Regions from separate parts of the Mus musculus genome. Here region 1 is linked to region 2. Evidence: chromatin contacts called from public Hi-C data. All regions are on one chromosome and are shown on one strand. Each heading gives the region's core, a stretch centred on a gene start, on an enhancer-like site or on the middle of the called end of the contact. The rest is flanking DNA. Distances are from core to core; before and after follow the strand shown.

Region 1 (4,850 bases), core at 2,098-4,597, 360 kb before region 2:
GTGTTTAAAACAATCATTGTTGGAGATAACACACTTTAGTCACGGGGCATAGAAGAATGTAGCTGGAACTAAGCTGTGAGCATCGTCCAGCTGCCCAGCTCTCATGGGTCTGGAAGGTTCAGGCTATTGAAGCAGCACTGTTGACCCTGCATGCTACATTATCTACCTGCCAGGTAAGTTGTGCCCACTGGTGCAGAAGTGGCACAATTCTGATGAGCATCACCAGTCACTTTCTGATTGCATTTGAGACCTACTTCCCAGGAGGTCATTCATGTCTGGTCCTGGAAAGCCAACCAAAAGCCCACGTCTGGGTAAGACCCAGGTCCCAGAAGGAAGCTACTGCTATTCTTTTGCTAAATGAACGTGATGTGTTCATCCAATCGGCTTCTAAATGTTTGTGTGTATTCCTATAGGTTACTGCTGCCGAGGTCAGAAAAGCATCGTTTTGTCGTGGGGTGGCAGTCACTTCTGAGAGTACTGATTAGCCTAAGTGTTGAGAGGAAGTGACTGTTGACTAGTTAGCCCTAAATGAGACTCCTCCTTCTCGAAATGCAAGGTGGAAGGGGGAGGGGAGGGGGGAGGAGAAGGAGAAGAAGGAGAAGGAGAAGCAGAAGGAGAAGGAGAAGGGAGGGAGCTTTCTTTAGGTCATATGCATATACAAACAAGACATGAAAATGGAAGAGGAGGCTGTTGAGAAGAGGGAGGGATCAGAGTGAGTGGGAAGGGGCCAAAGCACGGTGACAGAAGATGAACATAATCAAAGTATACGTGCTTGAAAATGCTGCAATGAAACCCATTATTAAGTATAATTAATATATGCTAATAAAAATGTAAAAATTAGAAAATTATCCCATGAGCCTTTGGGACCCAAGTGATAGCAGGTGAGATATCAGATATTAAACATGTATTCCCTAGAAGAAAAGAAAAGGATGGACGGGGCTGGGAGCAAAGCTGGACCCTGTCTGACAGCAGCGCTTGAACGGAGGGTTTTGGATGTGGGGTTTGGCTATGGAATGCAATAAGGTTTTGTTATGGTCTTTCGATGTTGTCTCACCATTGAATAAAGCCTTCTGATGCACTAAGTCACTTAGACGGCCGGAAGCGATGGCTGGGTCCTTAAGAGCAATTCCTACTCTTGCAGAAGACCTGGGTTCAGTTCCCAGCACCAGCATGGCAGCTCACCAATGTCTGTAACTTCAGTTCTAAGGGGATCTGGTGTCCTCTTTTGGTCTCTTTAGGTACATATACGATGCCCATGTGTATATGACAGGCAAGACATGTATACATAAGAAATAAATCTTAAAAAAGAGATGCGCCTTGATTAGCACTCAGAGCAGAATGATAATTATGTTTGGAGGGATAGACACAGGAAGGCACTTTAACGTTTTAGATGAAAGAATGAACTTCAAACACCAGATAAAGAACAGAACTCACACTTAATAAATGCATTGATAATAATAGTGTCATCCTTGACTCATTAGAGTGTTATCTTCTACACAGCAGTGCAGGGAAAAAAATACACCTTTGCTGTAGGGAAAAATATTCATCTGGTTGTAATAGTGTAAACATTTCAAAATGTGGTTACACTCTTTATTGATTATTTGGGAATCTCACATCATTCATGCCAATCACAGTCCTATGTCCACCCCCTTAAGTGGACACCCCCCCCAATACAAGTCTATTTTATGTTGTCCATATACTCAGTAGAGCATGGTCAAAGTCAAAAGCCAGTCCTCCAAGGGCAGATAAGTCTTTCTCCACCTGTACTTCCTCCTGAAGCCATCAACTGTGGAGAGTCATTCAGCAGCTGATGAGGGGCAGGGCCAGCTTCAGACATCAACACAGCTTCAGCTGTCAGTCCAGACCATGAACATCTGCATGGCCTTCGGTGGTAACATGAGCATCAGACATACACAGCCCCTGGCCATATCAGGTGCACAGACCCAGTCATGGCCCTCAGGGGCTGCATGGACCCTGAGCCTCAGCATGGCCTCAAGTGACTACACAGGCCACTCCTACCAGCATGTCTTAAGACAGCAAAGCCCAAGGTCACCACCAAGGCATCAGTCAGAGGCACGGACTGCATATGTCCACAGGGACCCCAGGCTTCATCATGGCCAGGGGCAGCAGCATGGACCACAGACACCAACACGGCCACTGGTGGCATTCTAGACCAAGTGGTCCTTTCCCCATCCAGGGCCTCCATCATTACCCAGAGCCAGGGCGATCCTCACTCCGACTAGCATGTTCCGTGGGCTAAGTCTGCATCTGTGTAAGCTCCAGGCTGCTGCACACCACTGTGCTGACTCCACTTTCTGACTTTCTCATCTTCCCATCTCCCCATGGAGCATTTGTTCATTGTAGGGATGCCCACTACCTGCACCAGAAAGACATGGTGGCTTGGTTTGTTTCCTCCGTGTGTGTGTGTGTGTGTGTGTGTGTGTGTGTGTGTGTGTGTGTGTGTGTGTGTATACACACATGCTACAGTACATGTGTGGCATACGGGGGACCACTTGTAGGTGGTTCTATTCTACCCTGTGGATCCTGGGGATAGAACTCTGGTCCTCAGACTTGGCAGCAGACACCTACTGAGCCATCTTGCCAGCCCTAACGTAGAGATTTAAAAGTTATTCACCACCTCCTATTTAGTCTCATTAGAAGGCTGAGGACCATTAAGCCCAGAGAAAGGATATTCTGTGGAAATTCCATGTAGTTAACTGGAAAATAAACTATGGGTTTTAGCAAGTATTATTGGTGGACTATTAAGCGTTCGGTCTACACTAATTATGAGAGACTATATATTAAATATTTACAACTAGCCCAATTTTTACAGTGTCATGAAGTTTAATGGAAATAACAAGTCCAAATTCATACAGACAAAACACAGTGGGAGTTAAAATAGGTGAGTTAGCTCAGAGATGCTTGGATGCAAGGTTCAGACACTGAAGATTTCTAAGTAGTATTTATAAAAAAGGTTATTTTTTTCTTGTGTGTGTGCATGTGTGTGCGCGTTCGACAGTATGCGTGTTATGTGCATGCAGTGCCTGTAGAGGGCAGAAGAGAGCATCTGCCCCCCCCCCCAACTAGAGTTAACAGTTGAGGCAGTTTTAAGTCAACCAATGTAGATATTGCAAACCAATCCAGGTTCTCTGCAAGAGCAGTACACGCATTTACTGTTGAGTCATTTCCCCAGATCTCTAAGTAGTCATAAAACAAGCAATGTACACTGTTCCCTGGAAGTCTCTGGAATTTAAGGATGTGTTACCTGAATTTTAGATGCAAAGGCTTCTAGGCTTGCAAATGAGAACAAGTTTGGGTGCATTCTCTCCATCTGTCACTAGGTGGAGTCCGCGCACCAATAAGCCATGCAGGTTTGGGGAGTGAACAGCATTTATTCTAGGAAGTCAGGGAGCCAGGAAAGCTGGTTTTGATTTAAGTGCTAAAAAGCTCACTCCCTCTGACAGCTGGCTTTATTTCTTTTCTGGATAATATAGACGAGGAAGATGAGTGGTCTCCGGAGGTGTAGAGAACTGCAAAAGCCAAGAGCTATGTGGGACCAAGGCATGATCAACGAATCCTGGTCTTTCCCAGGGCGGATGTAAGGATCAGATATGTGGCTGGGCAGTGGAATAATGGGCTGAGGGAGCAGAACGCACCAGCACTCTGCCCTGTGCGCTCTGCCTGCCTTCAGCCTTTCAACCTTTCACATTACATAATGCTGAGTACACCTAATGTTTCCAATGGAAATAGCTAAAACAAAGAGTGGTGTTATCATGGGAACATCCGAGTGCATAACACTTGGCAGTTTTAGAGCACCTTCTCTTGCACTCAGCCTGGAGGTATCTGGATGGTCTCACTGGGGACAGATCTTCTTGAACCAAAGAACGTAGGATAAGGATGGGGAGGTTGGCCATTCTTCCTCTGACTCGAAGTCTTCACAGAAGTCAGGGCTCTCTAGAGAATTGAGTCAGACTCATCCCACCCTCCCATCTATCCCTCCTTCCCTCCATCTCTGCTTTCCATATCTATCATACCACCCATCCATCTATCACCTATCTCTATATAATTAGCCATTTATTTCTCTACTATTGATCTCTCATCTGTCATATTTAGCTATCTATTTCTATTATCTATCTATCTATCTATCTATCTATCTATCTATCTATCTATCTATTTATCTATCTATCTATCTACCTATCATCTGCCTATCTATTTATCTATCTTCTACTGTCTGCTTGCATATCTTCTATCTATCAATATCTACCTATCTACCTATCTATGTCTGTCTGTCTATCTATCTATCTATCTATCTATCTATCTATCTATCTATCTATCTATCAATCTATCTATCTATGTCTACCTATCTATGTCTATCTCTCTCTGTGTCTATCTATCTATCTATCTATCTATCTATCTATCTATCTATCTATCTATCTATCTATCTATCTATCTATCTATCTATGTCTACCTATCTATGTCTATCTGTCTGTCTGTCTATCTCTCTCTGTGTCTGTCTGTCTGTCTGTCTGTCTATCTATCTATCTATCTATCTATCTATCTATCTATCTATCTATGTCTACCTATCTATGTCTATCTCTCTCTCTCTGTGTCTGTCTGTCTATCTATCTATCTATCTATCTATCTATCTATCTATCTATCTATCTATCTATCTTCCCTCCCTTTTCTCATCTATCTCAGGATTATGGAGGCTGGCAAGTCCAGGGTCCAGGCCTCCAGAGTACACTTGATGCTACAGCTTGAGTCTGAGGGCAGCCTGCTGGCAAAATGCCTCTTCTTTGAGGAATCCCAGACTTTTTCTTAAGGCCTTCAGCTAATTAGATGAGGCTACC
Region 2 (5,112 bases), core at 933-3,432:
AGTTTAAGCATCTCCCTCAGTCACTCTTTACCATATGTTTTGAAACGGGGTCTCCCACTGAATCCGGAGCTCATCAGTTGTGCTAAACTGGCTGGTGAGCTCAGGGATGGCCCTGTCTCCCATTCCCCAGCACTAGGATTTCAGGTGCATGTGCTAGGTCTGCCTTTTGATTGTGGGTTCTGGGAGATGGAACTTAGGGATTCATGCTTGTGTGGCACGGCTGAGACATCCCCAGCCCTAGTGGCTGGCAATCACAAGGCAATGAGTGTCCTCTCCCTAGAACTACTGAATGCCTCCACACTGAACTGCTCCCTTGTGTTTTACCTGCGCCCTTTAAACAGTGTGTTTGTGCCCTGTGAAGCACTTTAAGAGGAACAAATGGATTTTGTGATTCCAAGAGAGCTTAGGCAAGATGCTTAGACAGCACAGATGTGGAAGCAGCAGCTATGGATTTTGGAATGGGTGAACTCTGATGTCTCCCAGAAACAGCCTTGAATTCAGCCATGCTCCTGTCTCCAAGCCACTGGGTCCTCCTTCCTTCCTGTTTTTTGATAAGAATAAAGGGGGTCGGACCATTCAGCTTTTTCACTGAACACTGAAATGCTTTGCAAATATCACCATACTCATTAGGGCCATCATAGATTGTTAATTAAATTACAAACCAATATATCATACGAATGTTCAGACTAAACACAAAAGGAACCTATTTTGCCAGCACTGGCTGCCTTCTTGAGTCATGCCGAATTATTCAGTCCTCTTTTTACAATTTCAACATTCAGGAGAAACAACAGAAAGTGGCAACAATTGCCACTATGAGACATAAATCAAAATGAATAATTCAGAACTCCTGTGTCATCTCACTCTGTCCTGCCTGCCTCTGACCGACCCTGGCTTTGCTTTCCATTTTACAGTGCTCAGTAAGGCAGGCAGAAGAGAATTCTCAGCTTGAGCAATAAAGATATAGACACAGGGCTTCCTCGTGAGTCGCCCCAGAAGATCCATTCTTGAGCTGCTGGAGACTCAGTCTGACATTAGTTCCTCTTTGCTTACACATGCACACACACACACACACCTTTGTGTGTGTGTGTGTGCAGGCTTGTCTCCCATTTGGAGGTTCAAAACCTGCCAGCCTTTTTCCAATCAGCAGTTGTTTAAGCTTTCCACTCTTGTATCCCCCTCAATGATATCAAACAGCAGCCGGATCTTCAGGGTCCTCTCAGCCGTGACGCCTTTTTGTATTCACACAATGCACACGTGTCCAGGCCAGTTGCCCTAAATTCATATTTAAACGTGGAGGAAGACCTGAACTCAGGAATGGGATTGCCAGGTCTCAACTGCAATCCCTGGCGGGTGTGCAGGCTGGTCAGCTGGATCAGCAGCCTTTCTCACATGCTCTGTCAAGTTCCCAAGCATCTGCTGGCTAACAGGATTCTTGGCCTTTCTTTTGCTCCAGGTCAGTGGGCATCACTCCAGATGGGATGGAGTCACTCTGCCCAGCCAGAGTCCAGATCAGTGCACTACAGGCTCGCCATCGCTCATTCCCCTGGAGCCACTGCAGAAAGGGAAGAGGGGCAGGGTGAGGCACAAGAACGTGCTAAAGAGCCCAGGATTCTTTACGTAGAAATTTCTACCATAGTCTAGAGTCCAAGTCCCAGCTTTAGTTTAGTTTCATATTGACAACCAAGAGATAGGAGTGGAGAGGGGACAGAGGGGGACAGAGGGAAGGAGGGAGGGAAGGAAGGAGGGAGAGAGAGAGAACCCTACCAAACTCCAGTTAGTCATCAATGGTAAAGATTAAGGAGAACCTCTTGGATGCTCTAAATTAATTAAATCTTTCATATTTGCATGCTGGCATGCCAGGCAGAGAAGAGAAGATAATGTACCCAGTGGATGGGATTAGCATGCCTATGTCTTTAATACATAACTTGGCAAGATTTTTTTTTAAAATTTGCAATTTAAGTGCAGGGGTTCAGTGATATGAGTTTTCATTTTCTCATTTTTGTCTTTCCCTTTGCACCAAAAAGGGGAAGAAACCTGCTTTTCCCCCCTCTTATTTTAAGGACACCGATGTGCATTAAGATTGCCAGGTTAATGCCTGGCGGAGCCCCTGCCTTCCCAGCAGTCTTTAATCATTTGTGAGGGGGCTGGAGGCATGGTGATACAGAGGTGGGTGTTGGAGAGAAAGGGGAGATGCTTTGGCTTCAGAGGGCCTGGAGGCAGAGTCACTGAGAGCTGTCTCCATGGTAGTGCTATGGAAACCAGGTCCCGAGCCTTTCTTCTTCCTGGAGTGGAATTTCCATGCTTCATATAGCATGGGCTCCAGTGCAGCCCCTGGCATCTGATCCACATGGTGGCTTTACCATTGTCACCTTGTGTGACCTATTCTTCTGGCCTCTTAGAAGTAGGGGGAGTGTTAAATATAAGAATATAGTCTGAAACACAGGGGTAAATTCTGAATCTTAAAAATCTCTCCCACTTTTTTTTTTTTAAATCAGGATAGAGGATAAAAAGTTAGTTTTCCTCCGAGTTGTCCCTTTTACCAGTTACATTTTGTAGCATTGCTAAGTCCCATGGTATCACAGGGGCCAATGTTTTGCTCCCATTTTCTTAGTATGTTTCGGGATCTGCCGTCACACCGTGATCTCATGCTTCCCATGCCTTGGCACATGTGGGCTAGGACGCCGGTCATGGTTGAGTCACTATAGGTTCTTCATTATGCAAATTTCTCCACAGTGTGTGCATGGCTGGCAGGGGTTACAGTAGAAACCCTTCATACACAGGGGACTGTGGTGGGGGGCGGTGCACGTGTGTGCACGGGTGTTCACTCTCCCGACATGGGGGGCCGATTGTGCTTGCAGTGACCACCTGCTTGTGTTCTTTTAATGGAAAGATTCCAGTGTTGGGAATGACGTCAAATGCAGCTCATGAATACAAGTACCAGAGGAAAGAAAATGGGTAAAATCTACAGGCATGGTTTTGAGAATGGGAGAAAGAAAATGAATGAGGGTTTCAACCCTACCTTTTTACTTCATAAATAGGCAAAATGAGCTTTTGTGAACAACAGCAGACTAGGCTAGTTTACAGGGAATGCTTATTTTGCTCATTTTGTTAGACTTTAAAAACTGGCAAGCTTATACTCACAGGCTTACAGACAAACTCTGCTTGTCATTTTGTAGAGAAACATTCCCAAAGGGCATTTATTAGAATGTGAATCTGTATTTTCTTTGGTATTTTCTATTTTCTCCCTGTATAAATACATACGCTATTCTCTCTCTTGCTCCCGTTCCCTCTCCCTCTCTCTCTCTGTCTCCCCCTCTCTCCGTTTCTCTTCTTTCCCCCAAATTCATCTCCCAATTACCTTCTTTAATCGTCCCATTTCAGTTATCCCATTTCTTTTCTCAGTTAACAACCCACTCAAGTTGTTTTCTTCCTCTTCCTATTCCTCCTCTTCTTCTTGTTCCTCTTCCTCCTCCTCCTTCTCTTTCTCCCCCTCCTTCTTTCCCAGTAGATTGAACCTTGGGTTTCACACACGCTAGCGGAGTACTGTACCACTCTAGATTTAGTAATTTTACTTTTTGTCTTGAGATGAGTCTTGCTAAGCTATCAGGATGGCGCCGACTCATGCTGCAGACCAGGCAAGTTTCTAACTTGTAATCTTCCTGCCTCAGCCTTCAGAGTAGCTATGACATCAGACCTAATTTGAATTATCAAATTATTTTAAAATAAATTTCTGCTTAAGGAATTTGTAAGTCCCTCCATATTGTGTCATTAGTTTCTATATTTTATTGTCTTTCAATAATGTCTTACTGTGGTTTTGTTTCTGTGATATTAGAATCATGTCTTCATGTGCCGAACCATATGACCATTGCATTTTTTTTTAATTTGAAGAAATGTTGCTGTTTAATCTCAATCTTAGTATATCAAGCTGGCCTGAAGAAAGCTTTCTTTCTCAGTGACCACAATTCAATCGTCTGTCCTTTAATTCTTTGGCCACAAACATTTTCCATCTCTACATAATTCTGCTGAACATTGGTCCAAACAAAGAAGACCAATGGCCTTGGGGAAAGCCGAAAAGAGAGAAGGACGGCTGATACTGAGCTGGGTTTTTGACCTATCAAAGGGCAATTTTATATGTTTTAACTGAAGATAAAAGTGAAATGTAAACAAAACCTAGAAAAACAAGGTTGACATTTAAAGATAGATTTAAAAACTCAAAGAGATGAAAGTTAAGAGGGAAGTAGAAATAGTATTCATGGACAAGAAGAACCACAAAATAAAATTCCAGGCTTCTCTCCGCTTGGAAGCTGAGGCAATGGCTAATAGAGGAGCCATGAGCCACCTGTGGCTCTTTCAAGTTAAATTAACTAACATGAAATAAAGCTGAATATTGATTCTCAGTTGTTATGAGCTACAGCTGAAAGGCTCAATAACCACATACAACTGTTAGCTTGTTTGGACCGCAGAGACACAGAGCACTCCACTTTTCCTGGGGTGTTCTAAGGGTTGGTACTGTAATTTTAAAGAGATTTTGATCATGGAAGAAAAAATTAGGTGAAGGGACTGTCAGGGTTTTTTGTTTGTTTGAGAAAAAGCTACAATGGTAAAGAACAGATTTAGTGGCTTGAAGGGACTCTAGTTATTCTCTGAAACTCATTGGATGTCTTCCTTAGGACTGAGCCTCATGGCCATTTGTAGCTGATGCTGTTATAATTTGAATTTGGAGCATCTTCTAAAGGCTCCCATGGTAAGGTCCTAGGGCCCAGCACACAGTGCTATTGCATGGGGCCTGTAAAATGTGGAGTCTCATGGGAGAAATTTTGACTCTTTGTTGTAGTCCTTTGTGGGGAGGCTACTGGGATCCTGGACTTTGTAGCTTCTCCTAGCTTTCCAAATGCCACGAGGCTGGTGGCACTTCCCTCTGGGTATTCCTACATGGTGCGCTTCCTAGCTCCCGGTCCAAAAGCAAGAAGAGTTAACAAACTCCATGGACGAAGATCTCCAAAGATGTGATCCCAAACAAATCTCTCCTCCTTTAGATGCACTCACCACAGCTATCTTGTTACAGAAATAGACCAGTGGCTCACACAATGGCCCAGTGAAGTGTCATAAAGC

Evidence for each region. A called contact is a pair of places that touch in the nucleus more often than the background predicts.
Region 1: a Hi-C map of cortical neurons shows a contact between it and region 2, with 3 times the contacts expected there. The contact joins two enhancer-like sites. A contact is called at or near these places in 1 of 484 Hi-C or Micro-C datasets (cortical neurons) and 1 of 115 datasets of contacts at active chromatin or transcription factors (astrocytes).

What each region holds. Positions count from the first base shown.
Region 1 is chr6:136,352,353-136,357,202 of GRCm38.p6, reverse strand. No RefSeq gene overlaps it. Among named protein-coding and RNA genes, the nearest start is that of Eif4a3l1, 27 kb to the right of the region's middle. Within about 2 kb of position 3,347, at least 18 of the 459 cell types and tissues checked have an H3K27ac peak or open chromatin away from gene starts, as enhancers often do. A contact at or near this core is called in cortical neurons, where this site is marked.
Region 2 is chr6:135,991,216-135,996,327 of GRCm38.p6, reverse strand. The region is part of intron 4 of Grin2b (glutamate receptor, ionotropic, NMDA2B (epsilon 2)); the gene reads left to right. Among named protein-coding and RNA genes, the nearest start is that of Gm14330, 140 kb to the right of the region's middle. Within about 2 kb of position 2,182, at least 9 of the 459 cell types and tissues checked have an H3K27ac peak or open chromatin away from gene starts, as enhancers often do. A contact at or near this core is called in cortical neurons, where this site is marked.